Linked DNA regions of Zea mays: regions 2 and 3 are each linked to region 1. A link is a contact called in public Hi-C data. All regions are on one chromosome and are shown on one strand. The core of a region is the stretch at or near the end of the contact, and the rest is flanking DNA. Distances in the headings are between cores, read along the strand shown.

Region 1 (4,569 bases), core at 928-3,427:
TTAAACTGTTAGTCATTATACTTGTTGTGAAAAGTGACATTATTTTTTCACTCAAATAAAAAGTAAAAGTTGAATTCACATGTTGCACATGTCAATTGTGCAAAATATCTTGGCGAACACAGGAAATCACATTTTAGGAACTTTAGACCTATCTTTGTTGAAAAAATGACAAAGATACAGGTATGTGAAGGAAAGTTAACTAACAATGAGAAAACATTAAAGATAGATTATTTTCCAAATGCTTGCAATGCTGAAAACGGAAAACAAAGCAACAATTACCAGCCACTTGGATAAGACCATTGAGTTCAAACTCAGTAACTGATACTTCTTTTGTCAACTCAGACTCCTTGTTGAGATAGTGCTTTTCGGTTTCAGAATGTTGCACTATCTCTGATTCTATTTCCCTGGTCTTCTGTATGTTTTGTTCAATCTCTTCATTAACCTAATTCAGGGGATATAATGAACCTTACAGCATGGTAAGTGTCAAAAGAAGTTGAATATAACAACCAAGCACGTATTCCCTCCAAACCAAAACAAAAGATGTGGTTTGACTTGGTGCATTCCCGAACACTGTAATGTTTTGTTCAATCTCTTCGTTAACCTAATTCAGGGGATATAATGAACCTTACAGCATGGTAAGTGTCAAAAGAAGTTGAATATAACAACGAAGCATGTATTCCCTCTAATCCAAAACAAAAGATATGGTTTTACTTGGTGCATTCCCGAACACTGTAATTAGGCCACTAATATATCTTGTACTATATAGTTCATAACTATAAGATCAATACCATACAAAAGGGCTCTCAAATATGAATCCAATGATACTAAAGTTGTATTCCACCATCAGAAATTTTTTCTAAAGTTAAATTTTGGTAAAAAAAAAGATCTGTATCCCTAAATTCATGCAATAATTATAAAAAGAAACGGAGAAGTATTCAACATGGATCAAGAAAATAGAAAATCCAGCTCTCCGTATGCAAGTTATTACTATTAATTCACAGATAGAAGGTATACATTTGCTTTCATAGAAATAATACAACACACATCACATCAGTTACCCTTACATCATACCATTCATCAGATGATTTATCATAAAGGCATAAGCCCCATCATCCACGACAGCTGTCTTACATTGTATTCACAAAAGGGAAAGGACCAGATGACTCTCCTTCTAAAGCATAACATCATTCAGTTTCTATAGATGAAAACATTATCACTCAGAATGATATAATATAAGGTAAAGCATGAGCAAGATTTTGTGCTCAATCAGATGCACCATACACAAGACAATTAACAGTTTGGTCATCCATTCACATTAATTTTGAGCTGTGCAGCTAGTAGTTTAATTACTCATTCCCAATGCATTGAGATATATGTTACTTCAGCAATAACTAGAAAATTAATGGTGGAACCAAAGTTTCATTTAAAATATAAATTTGTGATTAACAAGAAAACTAATGTGACCTAGAGGCTTCCCTTGAATGCTAAATGAAAGTATATGATATGACACCAATCATATCACCAAAAAAATGTTCAGTGCACCAGACATGCCTAGGCAGGGCAATCGGGTCTTGATTAGAAAGCTCAATTTTATAGCAGCATCAGAATGCTGAAACATGATACAAGTTTTCAACGGCAAAGAAATACCTAACGTCCACTAAAGGCATCACGGCCTGTAACACCAGAGAGCAGAGATGTCAGATGTACACAACAGCTAAAACGCAGAGGCAAGCAATGTAGCTCGACTCAACTCAACTGAAGTCTGAACTCTCAAATATTACCCCCAAGACCCCAACCCGTTTGTCTGCAGCTCGAGTCGAGTCGAAACACTAACGCAGGTGGTGATTCCAGCAGACTCCACGCGAAGCGATTCATCCAGGAGGAGTCCAGCCGGGTCGGGCTGGGCGGCGCAGCAACCTCACTGCCCCCTCAGTCAATTCATTCTACACTGGCGAGTAGAGAGAACGGAAGCAGACAAGTGTACATAAGAGGGGGAGATCAGTGGATGCTAGACCTTGTCGACCATATCCTTGACGGAGGAGATGTGGCGGAGGATGGCGCCAGAATCCTCCGCCATTGTACAAGACCACGCTGAGGCGGCGGCCCTGGACTATGAACAGAGTTCACGACTTCACGCTAAGGCGAAGTGGTTGATGGGTTGGGTCAGAGCGGTAGCCCCTATTTTTCTTTAGGGCCAATACATGCATCTATATCTATACTACTCTTTACTACTCCTTAATATATATATATATATATATATATATATATATATATATATATATATATATATATATATATATATACTGTTTATATATATTACACCTGGGTGCATTCATTATAGAGAATGCACCCAGGCCCAACTTACGCGCCCAGGTGCACATGGTCCGATCCAACCGCTCCACAGAGCCGAACCGACGCAGCCGTACCGACGACTTCCCCCCTCCTCTATTGCGCGTTTTCACTTCCTCGCCCCGACTGTGCCTTTTCCACTTCATAGGCTCTCCGCGAACGGCTCAATATTTCTCTTCGCCGGCGACGTAGCCCTCGCCATAGCCGTTGTGCGCTCGCTCCCATTCCCGTCTTCGTCCATCCCGCGAACGGATCCGCCTCCACACTTCTCCGCGAACGGATCCCGTCAGAATCGTTTGCTCGCCGGAGACGTCGCCCGCGCCGGAGTAGTCTGCGCGCGCGCCCGCCGTGTAAGCGCATCCGCTCTCTCTGCCGTTTCTCTGTTCCCATTTTTTGTATTTGTTTTGTTATTTTCGGTGATAGACTGGTAAACCCCATTTTTCCCCAAGTGTTGCAACTAGTATTATTCGTTGATTGAAATTATTAATTGTTGTATTTTATGCGGATACATTTCATTTTGAATAAGCAGTTTCTGTTCTATACTCAGATGTTTCTACTTTTTTTGTAACTGCAGTGTACCTTTTGTTGCAACTGGTCCATCACATAAGTTGCAACTGGTCCATCACATAAGTTGCAACTGTATAATTTTTACTTTCAACCCACATACATTATTCCTGTCTTTTTATAACTGTGCTCGTATACAACTAGTTATTTGTTTAAATTCACTTTTGCAACTGTCCCAGTAGTAATTGTTTTAGCAGTTTTGTTGCAACTGGCTTATGGCGCATGTGGCAATTCTGTCCCAGTACTAATGTGTGTTGCAACTGTATAATTTTTACTTTCAACCCACGTACATTATTCCTGTCTTTTATAACTGTGTTCGTATACAACTAGTTATTTGTTTAAATTCCCTGTTGCAACTGTCCCAGTAGTAATTTTTTTAGCAGTCTTGTTGCAACTGGCTTATGTCGCATGTTGCAATTCTGTCCCAGTACTAATGTATGTGTGCAGCATTAGTGTGTATTGCAACTATTTTTTGTTCCTATTTTTGTACTGTGTGTTTTAGTTTGTTGATTAGCAATTTTTGGTTATGAGATCTGTACCATGTGTTTGTGCCCTCATGTTTTTTTCATTCCCATTTTTTCAGTGTTTTTTATAATGGATGAAGATCAGAATGTATCAGGCCAGCAAGGTGCTCATGCTGTCCGTCGCTCTTCCCGTGTTGAAAACAAGAGAAAGCAACTAGATAAAAATGAATTAATGGAAAGGAAGAAGAGATTAAGGTTGAAAGTCCCTCCTATACAAGACGCCGAAAGTGATGATGAAAAAGACACAGAGTTTGTTCCTGGTGGCGATGGGTCTGGTGATGACAATGTTGGTATTGTTGGTGGAGATGAAAATAAGGGTATAACTAAGACACGAGCTATTCGATGCTCACCTGGGAAATTTATAAAGCTTGTGAATTCTCTATCTGATGAATTGAAAAGTGAAGTGGTTGCTAAGGGGTTTGGCGGCCTACTTAGATTCAAGCCACATTTATTGTCGAGAAAGTTGCTTAGCTGGCTGATGCGGAAGCTTAACCCAGAAACAATGAAAATAGAGATTGGTGGTGGGAAAGAGATTCAAATCACCGAACACAGTGTTTGGTGTGTGTTGCAGTTACCAAACGTTGGCAGTGATCCGCCCCCCATGTCTGATGCAGATGCTCGTGCCTTGCGGGACGAGCTGGGGGAGCAAATTTGTGGGAAATCTTATAGACGCATATCTGGCATCAATATATCTGTTATCACTGATAGATTGCAGAAGAGGACTCTCAATGGGGAGCTGGGCCTGAGAGCCTTTTTTATGGCAGCATTTCAGTGTCTTCTATTCTCCAATACTGACACTCGCATCAGGATTGATGATGTGAAGTACACTCAGGACATGCAGAACATGGGCAACAAGAACTGGTGCAAAGCTGTAGTAGACAGGCTGAGCATAGCTGCTCGTCTTTATAGAAAGGATTTTGCGGAGAAAGTCATTAACGCACCCATCAGTGGATGCGGGATCTTTGTAGCTGTAAGCTCAACACACACATTCAATTTTTGCCCTTGCAACTTACTCTTCCAATTAGACAAGTAGTAATTTTTTATGTTTACTGTTACAACTGTCATATGTTACAAGTTGCAATTTGAGGGCATTTTTTATGATAACTTAGTTCACACATTCACATGTATTTTG
Region 2 (4,569 bases), core at 1,102-3,601, 690 kb after region 1:
GAAAGATCCTGGCTTCGCCACTGGCTAGTTCTATTAAAAAAGCTTTAGGCCATACAAGTGAATTAAAATGGACTAAAGCCCTGTTTGGCACAGCTTATTTTCAGCTTCTTCACAAATTTAAGCAGAAGTTCTGCCAAACAGGTAGCTTCTGCAGCAGCTTATCAGTTCAGCTGCTTCTCAGAATACACTAAAAACAGCCAACAAGCAGAAGCTACTTTTTACCAGCTTCTGAGATAAGCTGCTTTTTTAACAAGCACCAGCTGTGCCAAACAGGGCCTAAATGAAACTCACAAGGTCTATGGAGCTACAGTTCATGCCAAGCTAAGGGATAAGAACGAAATGAAAAGGGAAGCGGTGGCCAAGAGGAATAGAAATGAATATAAAGGTGATAATGAAAACGAAATCCCACTTACTCTATAGTAGGATCTTATAGAGGAACCACAATATCTGTTAAAACAAAGAAAACGAACATGAGACGACTTACTTTTGCTCTCTGGTTGTTACTGACCCGTGACATGGCCGAACTGACGATCGGTACCGACTCGACCAGACTTCAATACTGATCCGTTGACCTATGGACTAGTTGGTTCGATCGATAACGACTTAGAGAACCAGTAATGCAAATCACGTGTTATCATGTGTCATCTCCTAATTGGTTCAGACTATTTTGGCTGTGTTAAAGTTAGTGTAAAAAAACTAAAAACTAGATTTGTTCTCTAGATTCCTTTATACCCCTCATTCTTTAATTCACTTTTTTCTTTATATTGTAGCTTCCTATCCTCTATTTTAACATACACTAGTACAAAACGGCTCTATATCTATGGTGCACACTAATTTATACATGCGGATGTCGTTAATGCGTGCCAGTGTACTAAAACAAGGCAACATAAAATGTTAAATGTTAAGTACCTTCGTCCTTCGAAGCATCATCTTCTTGCAAAGATAATGGATCTTGGACAAAGGTCATGAAGAATAGGTCTTCATTTTTCATACGAATAATATTACAATGTAATATTATAACAAGCATTCATTTCATATTGCATGTCAGAATAATATCAAAATCTGTATTATATGTTAATAAAGTGATACAAGTTGTATATTATATTTGTATATTCGGCTTGCTCGAAGGAGAGAATGCTAGTACAGCCTTCCAATAAAAGCATGAACAATATGTGGGTACTGTTCATCTATTTATAGGCATGGGACGCGGTCCAAACAAAATTACAATTATGACCCTGATATCTATACATTGCTCTAATACAAATATCAAGGATAAACATGTCTTTTTATTGCTGTCTTGATTTCATGTATGACCTTCGTGATCATCTTAAGATGAAGCTTTAGTTCTTGCCGAAGCTTCGATGTATTTCTTGCGTGTCTGTCACAGCTTCGGCACTCAGTTCCTTTGATGTATCTTTGTCAAAATAAATTACAAACGGTTTCTTCATCCTGAGGATCTTCGGCAGAGAAACAGACCCCAACAAGTAGCCTCGACTTACAGAACCGCTAGTGAAAACACATTTTCGCTGAAGGTTAACTTAAAAAAAACCACCAGCGAAAACCATGCATATTCACAGACAAACTGTCGGTAAAAATGTGTTTTTCACTGACGGTTTTATTAAGAGAACCACCTGTGAAAATGCACGGTTTCACTGGCGGTTTTTTAAGTTAACCGTCAATAAAAATCTATTTTCACATGCGGTTCATTAATCAAACCGCCATGGGTGACATTTCTGGTATAAATACCCTTTCTTCTCCTCCAAGAACTTAAAAACCTGTCAGTGGAAAGATTTATTTCCATTGGCCACTAGCGCTTACGGTTCTGGAAAACACTAGCAAAAATAGGTTGTGAACTGCCTCTATAGAGCTTCTTTGTACTAGTGATAGATTCTAGGTAGAATTTGAACATCGAAACCTTCACCGACTTGCAATCCTCACAACGTTTCGTGACCCTTATCGGTGTGAGAAGAGGGCTTTTTGGATGGTCTTTCTTCCATATACCATCGTCAGAAGGATGTCCCTGCACATCACGGCTTCCTAAACAAAAATCAAATTGGACGGGAAACAACTTTCACTTCACCACCGGTTCGTCTCTTATAAACGAAGCTGCAAGATTAGGGTTGAAAACGGGACAGGTACCTGGATCGGATACTAGATACAGGTAGTGAAATAACACGAATTTTCAGATATGGATACAGTTATTTTTGTTACCAGAATGGATACGGTTACTACTCGCATAATAACCATTTGGATACAGGTAGGATATAAAATCATAGTACCCAGTAACTATCCGTATATCTCATATCGGATATGGGTATCCGACGGTCGGGTACCCGGGCCAGCGTCTGCACTTCGTCTTCTGCCTTGGCGCATTGCGCTATCGGCCTGCTGGCCCAATGACGGATGGCCCATTACGTACGTGTGTTCGCACTTCAAACAAACAAATGACACGAGAGATTTGCAAATTGTTTTTTTTTGTTACACTAGAGGGCATGGAAACATGAGACAAAAGGTATTTAAAAATTGGAGAAACCTTAACATGGGCTATGAAATTAATCGGCCGAGAATACTCCCGCTAGCCAAATTGACGTAAAAAGGTACCCCTATAATTCGCGTGGTGAACAACGTATTGTATATTTCTTCTCGAATTGATTGCTTTACCGTATGGGGGCACAATATATCCATTAGTTGTTTCATTTGGTGATGTGAAAGTATTGAACATTTAAATGCCAACTATCTATTATCTGTTATATATTTGTGGACTTGCGTATTATATCTAAAAGAAATATGCTGCTGATTTTTTTTAAAAAAAAACTGTATTAGTGGTTGTATAATATCCTTGTGATTAGTAACTTCGAACTACATTATGTCAATTTTATCTGTTTATTTTTCTATATTTGAGCTATCATGTACATGATTATGTATTTTTTTATTTGATTTGTTTGTTGAACAGTACTACTACGTGCAGTTGCGTCAACTCTTACACTGTCAATAATTGCAGTCCCCTTCGTTTTCGTTTTTTTCTGATCGTCAAATCAGTCCTCGCTGATAGATGAGGACATATCCTTTGCAATCAATCATTTTGGTGCAAGCGTGCAATCAAACTATCCAGAGCATCCAATCTAGATCCAACGGTTTCATATGGAAGGGTTAAAAGTAAAATAGGTACTATGTTTTAGGTGGAAGGGGTTAAATATAAAATAACAGTCATCATTAGATCTAGATTAGATGCATCAAACCGCTTGATTGCACGCTTGCACCAATATATATGATTGCACAGGATATTTTCCCCTGATAGATAGATATGCTTATCTTTGAAAGAACCCCGGTAGAGGGCGAACCATCAGCACGCCAGTATTGGCCAGACTTGCTGCGCCTCCTGAATGCCCATGACGACGACGCAATTGTTTTTACTCCCCCGGTGTTCCCCATTCATCAGTCTATCGTGGCATGCTGGCCTCGTCCCTCGTCGTCGTCGTCGCGCCGGCCGCCATGGGCGCATGTGCTGCGTAGTGCGTCCCCAGTTTCAACTTTGCGCAGAGAACAAAAACAATCGGATGGTCCCTCTTCCGTTCCTCCTTTTGCAGAAACAATCAGCTAGCGTATGTTTGCTTGGGAAGGGGTGTTAATTGCGCCCCCGCCCTGCTAGATTAATTCCAAGGCACGCAGGCAGGTGCGTGCGTTTTGTAATGGTTGCAACTGGGGAGGTCGGTCCCCTGGCGGCTACTACGGCGATGGCTACGTAAAACGTACCTGGTGCTGAATTGCCGGTCCGGTCCGGTCCGGGTCCTGCTGGTGCCGCCATGGCACACTGCCTGTTTGGCGATAGCGACCGATGCCCCGGCACGCCGTCGCTTGCGGCGGCGGTCAGTTCAGTCGTCGGTGCTCCGTTGCCATCTGACTGCCAGGAGAGGAGATGCTGAGGCGACTGGTCAAAAGTAATCTTCATTGATGCATGTTAATGACAACACATACATCTACACAATGGGAAGGAATGCTAGAGCCACCATGAGCAAGGGAAAGCAAGATGTTGCTACTAATAAGACGGTAGAGAATAGAAGAAAGTCTTTAGGGGACCCAAGTCCTAGCAAAAAGTCTTTAGGGTAAACGTTCAATAAGTTTCCCTTTTGGAATATGATGATGGTTCTTCTATATTTAATAGGCCTACTCCATTTAATTACTCGACCAACTATGATTGCAGCTACGCTACCTTCTCCAACAACATCGCTCCGTGATCAAGATGAAGTAACCGTGTCCTTCTGCCTTCCGCGGTTCCGCCAACCCTGAGCTGACTCAGAGCAAAGCACACTCTATTGAGGAAGTCGAGTCCTATTCGGCTAAGAAAGAAGAGTTCTAATTCTATAATATAAATGGCATTTTCTTTAGTCCGGCTACTAGGTCGGTAGTCCTTTATCTTGGAGAACACCACATTGTCCCGCATCTTCAGACAACTTTATGGACCGTCCCTTTGTCTTGCCGGAAATCGACCCTGCGGTGAGCCGTCAGGATCTTGGTCCGTCAAGGTCTAAGCCATCGACGCCCCATCGATGGAGGAGCTGGCGTGCTGAA
Region 3 (4,569 bases), core at 1,380-3,879, 580 kb after region 1:
CATAAAATGTTCCTCTTACACATGGTAGGGGTAATTTACCTATTTAATATTCATTTGGTGATTATTAGTGCTTCTCTTTTCTTAAATTCTAGAATTCCTTTTTAGATTTTAAATTCCACTTTGGACTTTAATATATTTCTTTTTACATTATTTTATATTTTCACAAAATGCACACAAAATAAGACATCAACATGATGCATATTCCATTTTAGTACCATTTTAACTAATCACTCTTACTTATAGGTATGCTCTTGTTATGATGAATATATGGCACATAAAATAGGGAGATCAACTATATTCTCATTGTATACAAAGGGACTACCAGGTAATGTGATAGAAATCGCATCGAGAGAGATGAGTATGAGACCTGTATAAGTTTCCATGGTGGAAACCCAGTCTATGTGATTGGAGATCCCGTGAATTAGGTCCTGGGAAGAACAATCCATTGGTGAATTTAGGAGAGTAACCTTTGACCCTCTCTAAGTAAAGATGCAATACTCTCAAATGTTGTAAGGCAGGTTGGCTTTGTGCCTTAATGTGTTTTGTTGTCTTTTATTAGCGAAGATGTTGTCCTGCATAACATTCTTGAAAGAACACACCTATATGAGTTAGACTGTCTAACGTCGTAGTATATGAAATCAGGGTGATCTCTAGTAAACTCATGAAGAGACCTTGGAGTACGACGTATATGCTCCACCCGAGAAGGGGACTACTGGTAGCCAGGTACTGGTTATGGCTTTAAGTGAAAACCATTCACACAAAACTTGCAATTCAAGGCATAGTCCATTGTCTAAGTTGTGGGTTGGTGTAGCTTGGAGTTCTAGGCGGAAGTTCAACTTAACAGTCTCTGCTGAAACACTAGTATATTAAACATTATTGAACAGTGGCAAAACTGCAGGTGAACATTTGAGATCTGGTGGGGGATTGTTGGATTTATGGGCTAGGCCCAATTGAGAAATTCAATTAAATCCTAGAAAAATCTCAAAAGCCTATGTATGGGTATGGCTAGGAAATGGTGGAACAATTAGTACCATATTGCTAGTCTAAGTGGAGTGAAACTAGTTTAAATATGGAGGCTACACTCACTCACCAAGTCATGAATGAGAGGAGAGAGTGTGGAGAACCACACGTGCGCTCGATCGCCTGGCCAGGCCGGGGCGGGGCGGGGCGCGGGGGCACGACATGCTCGTGAATGGTCCGTCGAAATCCGGCCCCTCGCCTTGCGGGGGCGCGACTTCCTTTTGCCATTTTATTTTTTGGTTGCTTGGCTGTTCGCATGCAGATCGGATCACAGATAGTTATCGGTTCGCGGACTCGGCCCTATATAAGGCGCCTGGCAGCCAACATCAAACTCATCCTAATTTTCGCCTCTACTCACAACTGCGCCGCCATCGTAGTTCTCTTCATCCCGACCGCCGACGTGCATCTGCGCTCGGGAGGGCAGGTCTCCGGAACCCTTCGCCTTCGAGATCCTGCACCGGGAGAGGGCGAATAAGGTTTTTGGGAAGCGTCCTTACGCGACTGCTCGCGATCTTGTCGTCGAACCCTGCTGCTTCGACGTCATCGGCCCCGCTGCTTCGACGTCGTCGACCCTGCTGCTTCCGGCCCGCGTTATTTACCAGTATGTCTGATCAGTACGCATCATTTGATTTGATTTTATACTTCAGTTCTTTTGATTTGGTCATGATTTATATTCAGAATTTAATCTGAAAAATATCTAATAATTCAACAAAAAGACTCTTTACGCACGCATGAACCGTTCAAAAACCTCAGGCGTGGTGCGTTCGACACGCATATAGGGAGAAGCTGCTCCTGCAGCGATGTCGTGGACTGTCCAGTGCAGGGCCGCAGACTATCCGCGCTCTTGCAGAGAACACCGTTTTTTCCGGCGTTTGGTGTAAGATGGGTCCCAACACCATCATCTTATGATAGCATGTTGACACACCATTATGAATGACTAAAGTAGCTCAAAAGTACAAGCCGAATCATCCCGTTCGCTTGAATTCTACAGCATGGCAGTACAACGGTTCTGACTAAAAGCCGTTTCATGGAACATTGTGCATACAACAGTAGGTAATTAGAAATAAACACAACTGAACAGGCTCAATGATAGCCTTCATCTAACGCTCACATGGTACAACTGCTCTTAGCATCCGGATCCGTGGTTCTGCTTCATTGATGAATTAGATTTTGTTGGTTTTGTCTTTAAAAACAGCTTTATCAATAGAGTCAAATTTATTTATTAAACATTGGTAAAACATTTTCTTTTGAAAATTGTAGCAAAGAAAAAAAAAGAAAGAGCTAGTATTTTTAGTTTACTGTGAAGTTAGCTAAAAATAGCTTTTAGAGAAAAACTATTATAGTAAATAAACTGTAGTACAGTATTATGTAATTGTTTCCACCAAGCCAGTCCAACTCGAGCCAGGACACTAGACACCAGACCGCCGGCGACAGAGTGTGTGTCCGTGCCGTGCGTCCGTGTGCGCCGAGCAAATTCCCCACCCCGGTCCCCTGCCGACGTGGCTTGGCATCCTCAGCTGGATCGCGCTGAAGTAAACGCCGCTTCCCCAATCCCCACCCCACCTGGTCCTCCTCTCCACTCTCTCTTCTCCCTCCAATAATTCTCTCCACCCCTGCTTGCTGCAGCTTCAAGCACTACCGAATCAGGGCGAGTGGGAGCAGAGGAGGGAATCCCATGTCTCCGCCCCTCGCTGGAGCAGATCGTTGTCGAGCCGACGTGGAGCTGCTGCGGTAGAAAGCTAGCGGAGCCTGCGAGCTAGCCTGATCCGTCCGCAGTCCGATCGGGATCGATGGGTGGGGAGGCGCCGGAGCCGCGGCGGCTGACCCGGGCGCTGAGCATCGGCGGCGGTGACGGCGGCTGGGTTCCCGAGGAGATGCTGCAACTCGTGATGGGGTTCGTCGAGGACCCGCGCGACCGGGAGGCCGCGTCGCTGGTGTGTCACCGGTGGCACCGCGTCGACGCGCTCTCGCGGAAGCACGTGACGGTGCCCTTCTGCTACGCCGTTTCCCCGGCACGCCTGCTCGCGCGGTTCCCGCGGCTCGAGTCGCTCGCGGTGAAGGGGAAGCCCCGCGCGGCCATGTACGGGCTCATACCCGACGACTGGGGCGCCTACGCCCGCCCGTGGATCACCGAGCTCGCCGCGCCGCTCGAGTGCCTCAAGGCGCTCCACCTCCGACGCATGGTCGTCACAGACGACGACCTCGCCGAGCTCGTCCGTGCCAGGGGGCACATGCTGCAGGAGCTGAAGCTCGATAAGTGCACCGGCTTCTCCACTCATGGACTCCGCCTCGTTGCCCGCTCCTGCAGGTACTCGTACTCCTCGATTCTCTTGCTCTTTTTTAGCTCCGATCTGGGTGTGGAGCAAGTAAGATCGAATTGGGGTTACTGGGAATGGTGGCAAGGAGAAGGGGTACTGTTTAGTCGTTGATTCCCCGTAACGGTTTAGCCATAGCAGTATAGCACCCAACCGAGCGTCACTTTCTGCAAGTAGAAACTTGTGGTACCTTGGGGAAAGTTATTACCGAAAAGCAGGCTTGAGATCTGGCGCACAAAATTGGGTTGGCTGCTCTCAAATGATTACACATCCTAACTCCTAATCCTAAGTCCTAAGCATAGAAGATCAAAGCAGAAGTCGTAGGAGTGCATCTTCAAACCTGTATCATTACAATTCGTGGCTTCTGCTGCAGGTTTCTCCAAAAAAGAAAGTTTAATTGATGGTGTTGATTGTCAATAATTTGATTATGCGATGCCTTACTCGATATATATTATATTATAAAGAAAAGTTGAGTCATCGAGCAAACCACTGAGAGCAGGGAATCAAATAAGGGAGCTATTGAAGATTAGGCTGTGTTTTGTCTTTGGATGGATCTACCAGAAAAGGAGTCTTTAAATGGCCCCAAATTTACGTGTAGCATGGATTGTTGGCAATATTTAATGCAATTCCAATTAAAACAAGGATACTATCGACTAGTTGAGTTGAACTTCTGTGATTCTCCTAGTTCTAAAATTCTAACAAAATTCCCAAGCAACATGTAAACATGGCATATGTCTATCGTTTTTCTGTATTCTGCTAGGAGCTTTTGCGTTTCCTGATCACCCCCTTGACATGCAGATTTTAGGTGTCAGGACAGGGATTGTTATTTGTTGATTGCTAAAATGGGGTTACATTTAGTTGCCTGTAGGCTGTAGTGCATCCTTTTGTTATTTGATTTTCCCATTTGGTATCCTTATAGCTGCTAATATTGTGATGAAATCATTACACTAACTTGTGGTGCTAAATTTCATCAGATCACTGAGGACTTTATTTTTGGAAGAATGTCAAATTGATGATAAGGGCAGTGAATGGATCCACGATCTCGCAGTCTGCTGTCCTGTTCTGACAACATTGAATTTCCACATGACTGAGCTTGAAGTGATGCCAGCTGACCTAAAGCTTCTTGCAAAGAGCTGCAAGTCACTGATTTCATTGAAGATTAGTGACTGCGATCTTTCAGATTTGATAGAGTTCTTCCAATTTGCCACAGCACTGGAAGAATTTGCTGGAGGGA

The links. A called contact is a pair of places that touch in the nucleus more often than the background predicts.
Region 2: a Hi-C map of ear shows a contact between it and region 1, with 4 times the contacts expected there. The contact joins the enhancer-like site here to the promoter of LOC103635584 in region 1. A contact is called at or near these places in 5 of 25 Hi-C or Micro-C datasets (bundle sheath, ear, leaf and 1 more).
Region 3: a contact with region 1 is called in a Hi-C map of leaf, with 2.5 times the contacts expected there. The contact joins the promoter of LOC100284059 here to the promoter of LOC103635584 in region 1. A contact is called at or near these places in 3 of 25 Hi-C or Micro-C datasets (ear, leaf and tassel).

The regions. Positions count from the first base shown.
Region 1 is chr8:98,080,859-98,085,427 of Zm-B73-REFERENCE-NAM-5.0, forward strand. It overlaps LOC103635584, which reads right to left and starts at 2,178. Exons shown (of 5, transcript XM_035961736.1): 1 at 2,015-2,178; 2 at 280-442. The coding sequence starts at 2,077.
Region 2 is chr8:98,770,245-98,774,813 of Zm-B73-REFERENCE-NAM-5.0, forward strand. No RefSeq gene overlaps it. Among protein-coding and RNA genes, the nearest start is that of LOC103637126, 29 kb to the right of the region's middle. Within about 2 kb of position 2,352, at least 14 of the 20 cell types and tissues checked have an H3K27ac peak or open chromatin away from gene starts, as enhancers often do. A contact at or near this core is called in bundle sheath, ear, leaf and 1 more, where this site is marked.
Region 3 is chr8:98,660,739-98,665,307 of Zm-B73-REFERENCE-NAM-5.0, forward strand. It overlaps LOC100284059 (coronatine-insensitive protein 1), which reads left to right and starts at 2,630. Exons shown (of 3, transcript NM_001156957.1): 1 at 2,630-3,328; 2 at 4,310-4,569. The coding sequence starts at 2,811.